Regions from separate parts of the Mus musculus genome. Here all the other regions are linked to region 2. Evidence: chromatin contacts called from public HiChIP or PLAC-seq data. All regions are on one chromosome and are shown on one strand. Each heading gives the region's core, a stretch centred on a gene start, on an enhancer-like site or on the middle of the called end of the contact. The rest is flanking DNA. Distances are from core to core; before and after follow the strand shown. Region 1 overlaps Camk2d (calcium/calmodulin-dependent protein kinase II, delta). Region 2 overlaps Camk2d (calcium/calmodulin-dependent protein kinase II, delta). Region 3 overlaps Camk2d (calcium/calmodulin-dependent protein kinase II, delta).

Region 1 (3,222 bases), core at 362-2,861, 170 kb after region 2:
TATATCTACATATTAAGTCTCAGGCCAGTCAGGGCTATATACTAAGACCCTGTCTCTCAAAAGACAAAACAAAACAAAGCAAATCAAAGCATGGGTTACAGGACCACATGAATTAGGTCAGCCCTTTCTTTTCCTTGTTTACACTATAAAAGAAGATGTTTTACAGGATGCTATGGGTTGGACGTGGTTCATATCCCCAAAGGTTCCTATGCTTGGACTACAACAGCAACACTGAACAGTACTAGAACCTCTTAAAAGATGAGACCCAGTGGGAGGTGTTCAGTCACCAGAGACACCACATCTCATGAGAGTGATTGAAACCTCAGAGGAATAAATGGGTTACCACAAGACCAAAAGCATGATGGGCTATCTCTATTGGTCTTCTTGCTTCCTCCTGTGTAAATGACTCTACCCATTGACGGTAAGCGGTACCATGTTCTCAGGCCCCTAGAGATCAAAACAGATATGGAACAGGAACTAAGTAGACCTCTTTACAGGGTGCAAGGCTTTGGTGTTTCACTAACAGAAAACTGACAACATAAAACAGAATACATGGGGTAAGAAGAAGAATTAAGTTATATGTTTCACACATGCACACACACACACACACACACACACGGAGGGCAAGCTAGAACTTTGTACCACAGAGAAACAAGCCAAAGGTTTCAGATGTTTGGGGTTATTAGGACAAACAATATTTTATATCAGTGTATTGACTTTTTAAACGAATTTTCAAATACTAGCAATGGTATACGAGCAAAACAGGTATTCAAAACTTTTTGAATTGATGTAGAAAGTCACTTCGGCTTCTTTTTTTTTTTTTTAGCTGCAAAATGTTAGTTACCATTTACCGTTCCTGCACATATTCTCAATCTGTAAGCCTTTCAGTTGGGTTCCCTGCTGCCTTTCTGTGCCCTGCAGACATACCCTTGTAGTCAGGAAAACCTCGGTGCCGTGCAGAACAGGCCAAGCTCGTCAGTTTTCCTGTTTCTCTGGTCCAACCCAACGTCCAGCTCTCTCAGACAACCTCTTTCTCTCAGGCTCTGCTTTGGAGAAACCAGGCAGAGACCTTTACTTTGGCCTTTTTAAATTTCATTTGAAAGTAGGAATTTGACCATCCCGCATCAGTTCAGTCTACATAGCATTCTTAACTATCACTGTGCATGAAGTTTTCATTCAAGTGTTCTGCAAACCGAGCTGAAGTGAGTCACCAGGGCTGCCGCATCAAAGAGGCCCTAAGAACACAGGGTAACAAACAGGTCTGGATCCCATGTTTTCCTCGTAGCTGCATGAGTCCAGTCATCAGCTAGTTCCCTTAAATACACATGAGTCAGATGCTCGACAGTGAAGGAGGTACAGGGAATTAGTCAGCGTTCCTCCAACATGAGAAAACTGCCTTCTTTCTGAATTCAAGGTAAGAAAGGTCAGAGAAAATATTCTAAGTGCAACCAATACATTTTTTTCCCCATTCAAGACATTTAATCCGTGATCTCAGCTCCAAGTAATAGGCTCTGTGAACTTATTTTTGCCACCCACCTCTTATCACACAGATGAGAGAAACTATTTCAAGTGGGTGTGATGGCTTCGTTTCAAGCATTTCAAAATCCTCCGCCACCTGCACAGGAAACTCTGACTGAAAACCAGACAGGTTCCTGCTGAGCAGCTAGGATGTGGCAGGTGAGGCCAGGGTTACATCTAGTTATCAGACTGAAATCAACAAGTGGGACAGGCTAGTCCTGGAGGGCACAGGACATGGTGGGCAGGACCCTGGCCATCTAAGACCCAGCCTAACTCACTGCTGACTGTGTTACATGCACTGGATAGGCCATGCTGAGGCAACAATGATACCAAGTAGACACCTATCCCAGAAAAGCCCAGTAGGCAAAGAGTGGAAGTCACCAAGAGCAAGCAACAGCACATGACGGAAGGAACACCCGACACAGGGATATGCTTACCACTGTGGGGACAAGACAGAAAAAACAAAAGCAAGGACGAGGTGAGGGAGTAGAGCATGGCCTTGTGAGTGTGTAGAGGTTTTTCCACTTTGAAGGGGACGAAGTGAGATTGTGACAAAGAGCAAGCACAGCATGACTCATAATCAGGAAGAAACCTACTCAGAGGGCTTGGAGAACAGTGAAGAGTACGAAATGTTTGTCTGTGGACCACAACCTCGAAGGTGAGCCAAAAAGAGTTGAGGTAACTCTGTGATAAACAGCCAGGACGTTCTATTGCAGAAAGGGGACACATGAAACTGCCAGTGGACATGAGATTGGAGGGCTGAGGCAGCTAGATTTTACACACAGTGTAAACTGTGGAACTGACCCAGCAGCTCCAAGCTCTGATGTCAGTGCTAAGTTGCTTGTGTTCCTGGGTCACCTCTAGCACTTAGGAGAGAGGTGGCTAGGGGAAGACTGACTTCTCGGGCTCAGTGAGAATATGATTAGCATCTACTTACAGGATTGGTAAATGATTTCCATGTTAAAAGCCTAGAAGATCAAAGACAGCAAAGGTCTCCCATGTGAGCTCTAGAGGCCTACCACACAAGCCCATAGACTTGAGTTAAAGCCATGCAAGTGGAGAGAACCAAAATGAGGTTGGGCTTAGACCCTGTGTCTGCACAAATCCTACCCCCTCACACACACACACACACACACACACACACACACACACACACACACACACATTAGTAGTAAAGAAATAAGTAAATAAAAAATGCAAAGGAAAAGCCCTGCTCTTATTTTATTTTAGAAAAAGAGTTGATTGTGGAGTACCAGCAGAGGAAAAAAAAAAGACTACAGGGAAAGACTCCAACTACGATGCTAATAAAAATTACAGATGAGAAAATTAAGTGGGACTTGAGGACATTTTGCTGTAAAGCTATCCATCTCATACAATGAGCACACATCATACTGTGTGTCAAACAAGCTACACAGAATCTAAAGCACGCATACATGTTACTATTGCTGCATTCCACCTTTGAGCATTTGTGAAGTCCTATGTGCAAGCAGCCAGGTCAGCTTACAAGTCAAACAGAAACCTACTTTCTAGACACGACCGAGGAAGTGCCACACATGTGTGTATGATTTGGAATGTCGGAAGTTATAAGGAAATGGTTTAAAATAATGATTTTTTTTCTTCTTTGTCTATCAGGAGACTCTCGGAATAAGGGACAGGACGGGGACAATGTGCCCACCTAGGGACACTGCGAGCCACAGAGGCGGT
Region 2 (3,459 bases), core at 748-3,247:
GACTGCTGTTTAAACTTTGTACATTGTGTCAACCGTGTCCTCCTATTTAAAAAGAAAGTTCTTTGCAAACAAAGAACATGCTATTTCTTTGTGTTGCCTAAGAAATCTTTGTTCAATAAAATGGACGTTAAATAATTTTTTGAGTTTGATCAGTTGAGACGATGGATAACGTTTTCTTAATTTCAGAATGTTGGTTGTTTTAGTCATGAAATATGTCTAAATATTAATGTTATTAGTTTTAAATATAAATTATGTTTAAATATTAAGTTGACTAGGTTTTCAGACAGGGGGTCACAAAGTTACTTGCAATTATTCTGTGCCTCTTGCTCATCATGAAGATGCTAACCTTTGCTTTAATTCCTTATTGATTGCAGGAACCAATTTGCATATTTTAAATGATCTGATCTTCTGGATTTAATGAAAACTTAAAGTTGCATTTACGTTCAAGATCCTGTTTATCTAAATGAAGTCATTTCTTATTAAAAAATAAATCTGGAAAAATAATTTGACTCCATTAAGACTATCTGACATTACCTCATACCAAATATAATAGTCAGGGGCCTCATAAAAGGATTATTAGAGCTGTCTATATAATGGCTACTAACTATGTAAATGTTTATAATGTAAAAGGATCATGCTTATAGTCCACAATAGTTGCATAAATTCTCACTTGTATGAAAGCATAGAACACGGGCTTTCCTAGATCCTCTACACACTTATAATATCTGTTTTTTTCCCATTTAATTGATCCATATGAATAATGTAGCCATCCTCGGGACATACTGATGGAGTGGTAGCAGATGATAATTCCGTAGCAAGGATGCTGCCAATGGCACATTCAATTTAGTTAGGCAACAGGTGATTCATCTACCTGTTCTTGGCAGCGTGAAGCTTTGGTAAAGGTCCATGATAGCCAACCTGATTCTGGATCATGAAGGACAACTGTGAGAAGCTGCTCAGGAGCGAGAGTGTAGGAGATGTGGCTTCCAAGTGAGAGTGTAAAAGATGTGACTTCCAAGTGAGATTATAGGAGATATGACTTCCAAGTGAGAGTATAGGAGATATGACTTCCAAGTGAGAGTATGGGAGATGTGACTTCCAAGTGAGAGTGTAAAAGATGTGACTTCCAAGTGAGAGTGTGGGAGATGTGACTTCCAAGTGAGAGTATGGGCGATGTGACTTCCAAGTGAGAGTGTGGGAGATGTGGCTTCTAAGTGAGAGTGTAGGGGATGTGACTTCCAAGTGAGAGTGTGGGAGATGTGGCTTCTAAGTGAGAGTGTAGGGGATGTGACTTCCAAGTGAGAATGTAGGAAATGTGGCTTCCAAGTGAGAATGTAGGAAATGTGGCTTCCAAGTGAGAATGTAGGAAATGTGGCTTCCAAGTGAGAATGTAGGAGATGTGGCTTCCAAGGCTCCCTCTTCACATGAGACTGTCATTTAAAATTAACAACCTTTTCAGTAAGTTATAGGCTGGCTGGAAAACTATAATTTGAAACCAAAACCAATCTTTTAATACTAATAAGAAATAAGGAGGAAGAAGGAGGAAGATGAAGAGAGGAAGAGGAGGAGGAGGAGAAGGAAGAGAAGGAGGAGAAGGAGGAGAAGGAGGAGGAGATGAAAGCCAAGTGTTGGTTTTGCGACTTCAGTAGGCAGTTTACAGAGTGTGGACACTTCTGGAACAGTTCCCAAGGTCCAGAAAACCTACATCCTGTCCCACTCAGATGATGGAGTCAGGAGCAGCAGTAGAGAGTGGCCATCTTTCACTCAAAACCACGATTGCCCAACTCCTCCTTGCCCACCCCCATCCCCCACAGCTTTCTGATGTTTTGCTACAGTGGCCTTTTAAGTTTGTTTATGCATGCTCAGAGCCACACAGACCATCTTCTATTTTACTTCCCATGCTGTTCGAGCTGGCCAAGCAACACCCAGAGAGGCCTCAAGGAGGATGCTTCTGTGCTGTGTCACCCTGGAGGCAGTGTGAGTCTTGGCTTAGGAAGGGCCTGGAACTCAGGAATTTCTGAAGTGTTCATTTCCCCCAGGCAAAGGCGTGTGAGTGAGTGAGTCAGGGCTGGGCCTGGCACATGACAGCTGACTCTTGGAAGGAAAGCAGAGGGTGGAAATGAATCACTCATGTACAGTGCTCTGAGGTTAGGAGTCGGAGCTGTTGCCACAAGCTCAGCATCTGACTGACCTAGGGTGTGAGGGTGGGGTGACTGCCGCCTCACTCTCCCTCAGCAACAGAGAGCTGTGGAGACAGTCACTGGGCCACAGCCTTGGCTACTTGTTCTCTAGGAAGGAGGTCTGGTCTTTCTGCTCCCTTTTTCTTTAAGATAGTGATGGCTGTGTTTGAGGATTTCCAGCTTGGGAAAAGAGATGGGAGGAAGGCATATGGAAAAGATGACCCACATCCACAATGCACTTTGCATGCCCGCATGCAAACACATTGGTCCTATTTCTCTCCCCACACTCACAGATTCTTTGACATTTTTTTTCTTTTTTTAAATCAATCGAAAGATCAGAAAATGTTCAGCTCCTAGGCCAAAGAAAGTTGACACAAGGAGTAGCCTGGGCCATCTCAAAGCTACTTTCTTTTCTGGTGAGGATAAAGTGAATGCTGGAAAAACAATTGATTGGCAAGCATCAGGTTACTTCAGGGTTCTTTTCTCTGTGCAAGGATTACAGCAGAGCAAATTTCATTATTGTCTGATAAAGAGCCTACAACTTGAAGATACCCTAAAACACCAGAAGCAGAGGTCTGTGAAAAATCAGGCCAGGCCCCTGATCTGGCCCCTCAAAAACCAAACCAAAACACACACACACAAACAAACAAACAAAGAAACAAACAGAACAGCGCTGAATGCGAGGGTCCCCTCCCCCATTGGAACTATAGGGTAAGTCTATGGTCCTTACCGGTCCCCACCTTCTCTGTGCCCCTTAGCAATCAGACTAGGCCAGATTAAATTAGGTGTGGTGGAATTACCTCCCACCAGACTCCAGGAAGGCTCAGAGAAATAAAAAGCTCTCTTGTTTTCCCAGTTTTCTTAGGGTCGCTGAAGTATCCACACCTCTCTTTAGAAGCTCATTTGTGCATTACCTAGAGGTTGTCTCGCCCGCTCTTCCACTTTAAGCTTCTAACTGGGAGTTTTGAAAGGAAGGCCCTTTCTTCTCTAATGCTGCTCTTGTATGATGCACTGTGTCTCCAAACGCTCCCCTAATGATTCTGTCCCCATCCCCCAGAGGTTGAAAGACGGTCCCGTGCGAGAGACTCTGTTCTGCTTTTCAGCTTTGCCTGTTAGGGTCTAGTGTCGGAACACAGTCACCATCACAGGCACTCAGAGATCTGCAGCTCCTTCCTTCCCAACTCTACCTCAAAGCCCATTTTAAAAGCATCACTTGAATATTTCATCCACTTCAAATACAACTCCCTGCATTAAGCTTGTCAAGGTCCATGACTGCCGA
Region 3 (3,550 bases), core at 480-2,979, 220 kb after region 2:
TGTGGTCACTGTTTTTCTAATGCCACTGTTTCTAAATTTCGGGTTGATTTCAATTATTTAAAAACATACTTTAAAACATTCTATCTATAATAGCGTTTTTTTAAAGATTACAAAAAATCAACAAATGTTAGTTTCCATTTTTAGAGTCATTATGATGTAAAACATAATGGTCTCAGTGTCCCGTGGCCATCCCTGATCCTGCTATGATGCTGATGCCATCTCTATTTGCCATTGAAGAATTACAGGCATTTAGGATTATCACAGTGGGGGAACTACGCAGACAGCAGACACTAGTTGTCTGCCAGTGTGAAGCATTACAAATGTTTTTCCTTCAAACAAAATTAAGTAAGATTAAGTCAAATTTCCCTCTCCTTTTTCCTGAGCATATAAGATATACATAGAGAGCAATAGGCAAAGTTAACACTAAGAAAATTATTTCCAAAACTTATTTCCAAAATTAGATGCAAGTGGGTCTTGATTCTACTTATGTTTGGAGGACAGGGTTGGGCATGGGCAATCAAATGCTACTTGCGGAAATAGAATTTCTCTAATCCTTCCAGGAGCTGTGTCAATTTTGACTCACTGTCCTTTAAGTTGACAGATGGCCTTCTGCTCTGTTCCCAAAGCTCTTTCCTCACACTGCATTGCCTCACCCTGACTTGATACAAGGGTTTAAGCCTAGTCTGACCTTCTTATGCCTTATTTGGCTAACAAGGGAGGCCTGCTTTTTATTCTGAAGGAAAAGAGAGAAGTGGAGCTGGGAGAGAAAAGGAGGAGGAAGAGGAAGAGGAAGAGGAGGAGGCTGGGAGAAGTTGGGGTTGGGTGAAGAAAAACTTCGGACAGATGTATTTATTGAAAACCAAAAACGAAAGGAAAAAAAAGTCAAATTACTATGAATTACATATTTGCATTGAATAAAACAGTGATCTTTCTTTCTCCTTTAAGTGCAACCATGAAAACCTTAATATGAATAAAAGTCAAAGCTCTTACATATTTTTTTTTTACGATTTTTAAAAACAGAGGAAAATTTACATGGCTAAGCCAACCTACAGAGATTAAATGTTTAAACTAAAGTTACCTAAGGGAATGAATGATTTTTTTCATTATTTAAGTGATTCAACACTGTGGAATAAACTGTGTAACTCTCAGTTTCTTAAAAAGAGAGAGAGAAGAAGGCAGCAGTTGAGTGCAGTATGCACAGATGTGACATTAAAGGCTCTGGGTCCCTAAACATGTATTAGCAAAACTACAGGAAAACAGACTCTGCAAAACATTTATTCCTCTACGTAACTGTACAGACCAGTGCTAGTCTTTTAGACACAAGAATCTGGTGTTGAGTGGCATCCTATTGGTTAGATGTCCTAGTCACTTTTGGCTTTAAGTAGACCCCTCCAATAATTTTCACAACAGTCACAACATACACTGCAATCTCCAGTAACACTCCATAACACTTGACTTTAAAAAAAATACTCTAATTATTTTTAACACTCCATAACACTTGACTTTAAAAAGAAATACTCTATTTTCAAGTCCTTTGTTTTTTACTTAGTGGCTCTTATGGGGTTTGTATTTTGCCCCAAGGCTACATAAAACAGAATGAGGGGTTGATAAGCAGTTTGCTGTGGCTCTCTTATCAGCTGTTTACCCCTAATGACTCAGGGCTATAAATCTCGGGATCAACCTTCCTTCCTTCCTTCCTTCCTTCGTTCCCACAGAGCCTGCCACTTCATGATTCACTCTCAGAGGGTGAAAAGAATTCCAACTCCCTTCATCGGGCTCTGCAGGCTTTCATGACCACCAAACCATTCACTGGCACTTTCTGATTTGATTGTTCCTCACGAGTAGTTTCTCGTAATGTCCTATCTGTTGGTGTCCTATCTGTCTATTCAACATTGCTTATTTTCAAAACCCAGTGCAAACACCGGCTCCTTGGAGACGTCTCCCTGACCTCTCCATAGAGCTCAGAACCCAGAGCTCAGTACCAGCAGCCCCAGTGCTAATTCAGTTTCCTCTGGGTCCGTTCACCTTGAGAGGAAAGACTTTGCCTCTCCCTCTTTAGTTATCTGTCAGAGGGAGGGGGCTTGGCAAGGACAGTTTTTCTTTTTTCATTAAGATGAAATTGAAAGTTAGAATGTAGTTCTTCAAAATTCAATTTAGGTATCATACTGTAATTAAATGTCCTCAGTGGAAATGGACAAAGCCTCCAGGAAGCAACGTGACAAAGAATTCTGAAAACACTTAACTCTGTGTCTCAGGACTTCTCCTCCTAGGTGAATCCTACCTAAGACCCAGAAGTCTGAAACACTTTACAAAGGTGTGCTTTCAGTTCTATCTATTATCTTCCGCAGTAAAGGGCACAAGTTAACAGAAAGATGCATGCAACCCTATAAAATAACCAGCTGGTGTTCACTTCCTCGGCGAAGCAGGGTGCAGTTCTTCAGAGTTCAAAGGAATTTCCACAACACAGGGATGTGTTGTAATTTTAAGTAAAACTGGAGACCAAAATGTCCAGTTTGAAAGAGAGAAAGAGGGAGTGGGCAGCCAAGGAAGTAGGTAGGTTAGGGGGAAAGGCAGGGGCCAGCTGGGAGGGCTCAGCAGATTAGGGAACTTTCACACAAGCCTGACAACCTGACCTTTATCCAGAATTGCTGCCAGCTGTCCTCTAACCTCCATATACAGGCAAAGTCATTTGCCCACACGTAACACAAAATAAATAAATGAAAATAAAATTTTATAATAAAAAATTACGAACTTTGAAAAGAAATAAAGAAATGAAAAAAAAAGGTTATCAGTGCTTGCTTGGAAAGACATAAATATGTCCCTTTTTAGTTTTTCTGTACTTTTCTAAAGTCTAGATTAGTATAAGTATTGTATGCTATAATTCATTTTACATGCATCTATAAAAATTAAAAATCTCTCCCTGAAGTACTGTCAAAGTTTATAATTACATTTCATAATTTGTAGTTTATAAATTGAAAGTGTATAAATACATTTTAAAGTGAGCATGATGATGATGATGTGAGTTTGGCAGTATTGAACCGGGGCTAAGAGGCACGAAAGTGCTACCACACCCCATTAACAACCGTTGTGTAACAGAACAAGGGGAGACTACCAATGAGAAATTTCAACAAGTTTGCTCAGAAAAAGGACAGGATTAGATAAAACTCCATCCAACAAGGCCGGATGTGTACCGAGAGAACTGAGGAAATAATTCGGGAATCAGCAGTTAACTTGCGACGTGACTGGGTGCAGTCTGACATAAAGCCCCACCAGCCCCACTGTCACTCGCCCCCGCCTCTCTAAGACACAGCCTGTCATAGGTTCGTTTCCCCACTCATTCAACAGTGACAAGAGCTTGTGATGCTATAATCACCGCAGCCGGCAGATTTTAAGATAAATTAAGGATCTCCACAGGGAACCTCAAAACTGCCACATATATAATTGTAGTAGAAAGGGAAATGGAAAATGTGCAGCAAGCCATTCAAATGACAAAAGACTGAAGGAGGGGGGAGGCCCTTCTGGGTAGAGAGAGGTGACATCATAGGAGAGG

Evidence for each region. HiChIP or PLAC-seq counts read pairs in DNA pulled down with a chosen protein or histone mark.
Region 1: a BATF HiChIP or PLAC-seq map of CD8 T cells shows a contact between it and region 2, with 20 read pairs. The contact joins two enhancer-like sites. A contact is called at or near these places in 2 of 39 promoter capture datasets (the C10 cell line and pre-B cells), 1 of 15 datasets of contacts at CTCF or cohesin (the NIH/3T3 cell line), 8 of 484 Hi-C or Micro-C datasets (the C2C12 cell line, CD8 T cells, the HL-1 cell line and 5 more) and 3 of 115 datasets of contacts at active chromatin or transcription factors (CD8 T cells, memory CD8 T cells and pancreatic cancer cells).
Region 3: a FOXA1 HiChIP or PLAC-seq map of pancreatic cancer cells shows a contact between it and region 2. The contact joins two enhancer-like sites. A contact is called at or near these places in 1 of 15 datasets of contacts at CTCF or cohesin (the NIH/3T3 cell line), 11 of 484 Hi-C or Micro-C datasets (the 63-12 cell line, B cells, the C2C12 cell line and 7 more), 4 of 115 datasets of contacts at active chromatin or transcription factors (bone marrow-derived macrophages, pancreatic cancer cells and trophoblast stem cells) and 2 of 9 other capture datasets (bone marrow-derived macrophages and embryonic stem cells).

The regions. Positions count from the first base shown.
Region 1 is chr3:126,659,245-126,662,466 of GRCm38.p6, reverse strand. The region is part of intron 2 of Camk2d (calcium/calmodulin-dependent protein kinase II, delta); the gene reads right to left. Among named protein-coding and RNA genes, the nearest start is that of Gm15551, 8.1 kb to the left of the region's middle. Within about 2 kb of position 1,611, at least 158 of the 459 cell types and tissues checked have an H3K27ac peak or open chromatin away from gene starts, as enhancers often do. A contact at or near this core is called in the C2C12 cell line, CD8 T cells, the HL-1 cell line and 6 more, where this site is marked.
Region 2 is chr3:126,830,234-126,833,692 of GRCm38.p6, reverse strand. All of the region lies in intron 16 of Camk2d (calcium/calmodulin-dependent protein kinase II, delta), which reads right to left. Among named protein-coding and RNA genes, the nearest start is that of Gm15551, 160 kb to the right of the region's middle. Within about 2 kb of position 1,997, at least 145 of the 459 cell types and tissues checked have an H3K27ac peak or open chromatin away from gene starts, as enhancers often do. A contact at or near this core is called in the 63-12 cell line, the C2C12 cell line, CD8 T cells and 9 more, where this site is marked.
Region 3 is chr3:126,610,035-126,613,584 of GRCm38.p6, reverse strand. The region is part of intron 2 of Camk2d (calcium/calmodulin-dependent protein kinase II, delta); the gene reads right to left. Among named protein-coding and RNA genes, the nearest start is that of Camk2d, 15 kb to the right of the region's middle. Within about 2 kb of position 1,729, at least 122 of the 459 cell types and tissues checked have an H3K27ac peak or open chromatin away from gene starts, as enhancers often do. A contact at or near this core is called in the 63-12 cell line, the N1E-115 cell line, the NIH/3T3 cell line and 3 more, where this site is marked.